Regions from separate parts of the Mus musculus genome. Here region 1 is linked to region 2. The links are chromatin contacts, called in public HiChIP or PLAC-seq maps. All regions are on one chromosome and are shown on one strand. The core of a region is the stretch at or near the end of the contact, and the rest is flanking DNA. Distances in the headings are between cores, read along the strand shown. Region 1 has its middle 67 kb from the start of Gm38773. Region 2 holds the start of Fam3c (family with sequence similarity 3, member C).

Region 1 (2,700 bases), core at 60-2,559, 100 kb before region 2:
GAGAGGAGAGGAGAGGAGAGGAGAGGAGAGGAGAGGAGAGGAGAGGAGAGGAGAGGAGAGGAGAGGAGAGGAGAGGAGAGGAGAGGAGAGGAGCAGGGAACCAGGATTGGGATGTAAAGTGAATAAATAAATTAACGAATGGAAACAATGATCTCACCTTTAAATTTTTATTTATCTATATTTTTCTTCTCCTATTTTACCCCACAGGTCCTTTGCCTATATATTGTGGCTTCCAGTTTAGTGTTTTTATGAGATTGCTGAGTGTGCAATTGAGTGAGTCTCTGTATCTATATCCGTTTCTCGTGCCTTTTCCTGAGCCTCTTTCCTTTCGTTTGTTTGTTTTGTCCTGTTATGATATTTAGTTTTATCTTATTATATTTTACTTTATTATTATCCCTTAGAAGCCTGGTTGCTTTAAAGTGAAAATCAGAAAGGGAGTGGATTGGATGGGAGGAGAAGGGAGGAGCTTCGAAGAGTAGAGGGCAGGGAAACCATAATAGGATATATTGTGTGAAAAATATAGGCTTTTGCATATTACTAAAACTCTTTACATAGTAAAAAATAACTCTCCAATTTCTAATTATTAGAATTTTCCTGTTTATAATCATCTGAACTTAGGGCTGGTTTTTCATTGTAGTAGAAGAGCTGAATTTGTGTGTGTGTGTGTGTGTGTGTGTGTGTGTGTGTGTGTGTGTGTGTGTGTTTTGCACATGAGTAACAGGAATAAGGCTTTAGCTGGCTGTATATTCTCTAGTATGTGGTATTTTGAGCCATAGAAATGACCACATTTTTATGAGTACAATTCTGACTTCAACTGAACAAATCTGCCGTCTTGTTCTTTAAAATAGTTGAACATAAATACAACCTTAATCTTTCTTATTCTTCTTCTTTAAGGAGCCTTGCATGGAGCAAAATGATTCTTAGAAGTATGGGGGTAACAGGAAATTCTTCCTCCCCTTTCTAAAGATTGGTGTCTACAAATCTTCTGAACTAAATTTGCAATAGACATATTAGTAGGAGGAAAGGCACAGGAACTTCTTTACTTGTGTGGGGGCATTTGATAACACAGCAATATGCAAATATCCACATACTCTTCTGCATAGGGAGAAGAAAATGGGGTTGAAGGCAGTTTGTGGGTATTCAGTGATGTTTATGAAAGATGAGCAGCTCTGGAGATTTTTGTTGGTCTTCCAGAAAGTTCTCTGGGTGTGGTATTTGGCTTTCAGTCGTCTCTTCTTGGTATGCGTCCAGTCCTGCTTGGAAAATGAAACCTCAGTTAAAGAACTGAAGGCAGTTTGTTCCCTTTTTCAGCAGGTCTGCCTTTACGCAGATAAGTCGACTTCAAGAACAAGCGTTTCCCTGAGTGACCGGATGGGTGGGTTGAAAAGGGCGAAGTCATAGCCATCTTGGTTCAGAAACAGCTTTTTTGGTTTTCAGACTTCCTTTACTTCAAAGTACTTGGCTTTCTTAAACACTATTTAGGGTATGGCTTTCTATGCCCTCAACACACAGCAACCACTGGAAGGAAGATGGAGGGTCTGTGGCAAAAATTCCCACTTAACTAGTCCTAATGCTCTTTTAGACATGTTCTGTCAGGCAACTGGGCTCTTTGAGTCCATCCAAGCAGTGATTAGGAGGCTCTGGGGTCCCACTGCCAGCCCAAATCCCTGACCTGGCAATTCGTCTCCTGTCTGGTCTTCATCTGCAAATTAAGGATAATAGCAGTATCTACTTTGTAGACTCTTTGAAGATTTAACCAACAAATACACTTTTAAAAATATTTGGTGCACAGTAAGACAAAGTTTTTACCGCTTTTCTCCCCTTCTTTCTCTCTTTCCTTCTTTCTCTCTCTCTTTCTTTCCTTCTCTCTCTCTCTCTCTCTCTCTCTCTCTCTTTCTTTCTTACTTTTTTAGGTTGAATCACAAATGTGACAATTGTTTAATTGCTATTTTACAAGTATTCAGCTTTGTCCCTTAAAGTAATTGTCCTCCATCAAAGGAAAAAAAAGTAGAGTTTGTGACCTAACTGTGGAAACGTGTAAACACAACGTCAGACTAATTAAGACCCATGCATTTCCATTACCCTCAGAAAAATAAGATGAGGCATGAAATACAATTGAAAATAGTTTAAAGTTACATGTGAGATTTATTAACTATAACATGTCTGGTACCTGAAAGACAGAACCGGGTACTAGAAACTGTGTTATTTAAACCGACCTCCTCCCACTAGTTATGTTCCAAAACACTGAGCAGGATTTGAATCAACATATTTTCTATGAAATTGTTAAGAACAAAATGGAGAAGATATTCCTTTCTTGATCTGGAGGCACGGTGTTTGTGGTTTTCATTCTGTGTGCTTCAGTCCATTGTCCGAGGCTTCATCCTGAATTACCCAAAAACATTATCTCCTTGAGTCATCAATACTAAGAGAGAATGGCAAGTGTGCACTGTTTCCTTTGCTAGAATTCTCTTCCTCTAGCTCCATGCATCCCCATAGTCAATGTCATCTCAGAACTAGGCTCTCGGGGATCCCTGCTCCAATCTTTTAAACCAATTTTCTAGATTTTAGTTTTACTCATAGTTCTTAAAAGTTCCCAGGCTGAGACTGGAGAGATGGCTCAGCAGTTAAGAGCACTAACTGCTCTTCCAGAGGTACTGAGTTCAGTTCCCAGCAACCACATGTGTTCTGATGCCCTCTTCT
Region 2 (2,700 bases), core at 60-2,559:
GAAAGCCCTGAATTAACTTTTTTTGTTTGTTTGTTTGTTTTTTGTTTTGACAAGAGTTGCCTTGGTCATAATGTTTCTTCATAGCAACTAAGTAACAAGGCAAAGGACTAGACAAGTGTTTGAAATTTAGCTCAGATGTTTACTGTCTCTTTCCCTTTCCTGGGGCCTAAGCAACAGAATTCATAGTTTTTATTTTATTTATTTATTTAATAATTTTGCTATACATTAACTTTCTTTAAAAGATTTATTTATTTATTACATGTAAGTACACATTAGCTATCTTCAGACACTCCAGAAGAGTGCTCCAGATCTCGTTACAGATGGTTGTGAGCCAACGTATGGTTGCTGGGATTTGAACTCAGGACCTTCGGAAGAACAGTCAGTGCTCTTAACTGCTGAGCCATCTCTCCAGCCCCCATAGTTCTTTTTAGGTTGTGTGTTTTATGTTTTGGAGGGAATGTTGAAATTTGATGACATAATTGTTATGATTAAACCCTATTACTTCATTAAGTTTAATTTTTGCTACCATAAATTATCCTGATTTCCAAAAAAAGAAGTTAGCAGTTGCAAATTATACAGATATGGATTTGAAACTAAAAATATTGTATTCTTAGATTGTGCATAGTAAAATTTGTGTTAATTTCCCAGTTACTCATAAAATCTTGATAAAAGGTAAACTTCCTAACAGATGAGAAAAACATTCCTCATACTGCTAATAATTTGAAAGAAGAAATTGACATGCAGCATGCAAACAATATTCTTCCCCTTGGATAGATTATTCGGGGTTGCAGAATTCGTTCTGAATCCCCTGTCTAGAGGATTTTTATGATCAGTTTCCTAGCTTGCAGGAGTCAAGTGAAGATTCCCCATGGTCCTAGTCTGAATCAGCTCTAGACTAGGACTGGTCATTTCAAATTGCCTCCTGAAGTACGTTAGGGTCAGGATTGTGTGTGTGTGTGTGTGTGTGTGTGTGTGTGTGTGTGTGTGTGTGACTGAAGGGCGGAGGCGCTGACACATTTTCCTTCCTCCCCGGGTGCCTCTCAGGTCCTGGCTGCGGACGCGGCAGCTCCCACGTGGCAAGTTCACATTGAGTCGCAGACGCGACCCGGGATCTTGGCGGCTGTGGTCCTTCCTCCAGGGACCTCAGCGTCGGCTCGGTCCTCCACCGCCAGGGGGCGTGCGCGGCTCCGCGGTTGCCGGGCTCATTGGCCGCGTCGGGAAGCGTGGGAGGAGGCCTGGGGCGAGCTGGCTTCCTCCTCGGCGCGGGCGGGCGCGCGGCGAAGCCGGAGGAGCCGGGGAAAGCCGAGGCGCGATCGGCGCGCTCGGGAGGAGGCGGCGGCGGTGGCACCTCCCGTCGGCCTCCGACAGGACTGACGGCGGCGCGACCGCAGACGGGTGAGGCTCGGGCTGGCGGCTGGGCTGGGCGCGGCTGGGCGCGTGGAGGCAGGAGCGGACGGAGCACCTCGCCGGCTGCCGGTTGCCTCCTGCCTCGCAGCGCGATGCGGGTCTTGGCTGCAGCGGGGCCCGGCCGTCCGGAGCATCGCGGCCCGCTCAGCGGCGTCTGCCCCGGGCGTTGGGTCGCGAGTGCCACCGGGCTCCGGCTGCACCTGGAAGCGGGTGTTTGCCCCTCGTGGTCGGTATCCTGCAGGTTGAGCGTTCCCAGAGAACTGGATGGGATGGACGGGCGTGCTGGATTCGAACTCTGTGCTGGACCGCCTAGACCCACTCGTAAAGTTTGCATTTCTGCCCAACTGGAGCTGCTTTCTCCTTTTGCAAGTGAACACATAGGTGTTCTATGTCTTTGATGAGTGCTGTTCATTTTATTTTTAGTTTTATTTTCTGCTGCGTTCACAGATGTAGTATGCATGATGGTCAGCGCTCTTATACTTAGTAATGAGTCCCAGATGGACGATTTGAGATCGACACATCTAGCTGTAACTTGCGGGGAGTCATCAGCTTCAATTTACATAGTTAATTCCTATAATATAGAACTACTATCTGATAGAACTTTTGCTTCGTTTCTTCATAGGAAGAAATACATGTATACAAAGTCCCTAATTTGCATCTTTACCGTCTTAGATAGAGTTACCCAGTATTTCCTAGCGCATATTTAGTTTTCACAACTCCTCACACGGGTCCTATTATTACTGCTCAGATTTTACAGATTAGGACACCTATTTCCTGAGAAAGTTTTAAAGTTGGATGGTAATGGCGGATCCCATGGCCTGAGCTTTCCTGGAAGGACCAGTGATAGACTTAAAATTTCCAAGTCTTTGGAAACATTGTTTCTCATACAGTGCCTTAGGGAGCACAGAGAAACCTCCATTACTGAAGAAGTAAAGTTAATAACTTCCCAGATGCCACTCACTAAGAAAAGTAAGTTACTCTCCCTTGCCCTGCTGTCTTACATCCCTGCTGTCTTACATCCTGTTTCTTTCTGGAGGTTGCTCATCTGATGATTTCTCTCCGGCAGTTTGCTAGGTTTTTAGTTTTATGCTAGTGATTAGGTTTGTTTCATAGAATCTTAAGACATGTACTCATTAAAACAACCAGCTGATGACTTCCAGCACGTTACGGCTCGACGCATCAAATTCAAGTCGTTCATCTGTCGTTGCTCATTACTCAGGTATAAGAGCATCATGCAAACTACAGCTGTGAACACAGCAGGAAAAAAAAAAATAGAAAAAAAATATTTCTTCT

Evidence for each region. HiChIP or PLAC-seq counts read pairs in DNA pulled down with a chosen protein or histone mark.
Region 1: an H3K27ac HiChIP or PLAC-seq map of microglia shows a contact between it and region 2, with 6 times the contacts expected there. The contact joins the enhancer-like site here to the promoter of Fam3c in region 2. A contact is called at or near these places in 3 of 15 datasets of contacts at CTCF or cohesin (the G1E-ER4 cell line, pro-B cells and thymocytes), 5 of 484 Hi-C or Micro-C datasets (CD4 T cells, LSK cells, bone marrow-derived macrophages and 1 more), 13 of 115 datasets of contacts at active chromatin or transcription factors (the 230-238 cell line, CD8 T cells, the NIH/3T3 cell line and 6 more) and 3 of 9 other capture datasets (adipose tissue, liver and pancreatic islet).

Annotation. Positions count from the first base shown.
Region 1 is chr6:22,458,225-22,460,924 of GRCm38.p6, reverse strand. No RefSeq gene overlaps it. Among named protein-coding and RNA genes, the nearest start is that of Gm38773, 67 kb to the right of the region's middle. Within about 2 kb of position 1,309, at least 39 of the 459 cell types and tissues checked have an H3K27ac peak or open chromatin away from gene starts, as enhancers often do. A contact at or near this core is called in the 230-238 cell line, the G1E-ER4 cell line, LSK cells and 3 more, where this site is marked.
Region 2 is chr6:22,354,690-22,357,389 of GRCm38.p6, reverse strand. Fam3c (family with sequence similarity 3, member C) reads left to right here and starts at 1,309. Exons shown (of 10, transcript NM_138587.4): 1 at 1,309-1,395.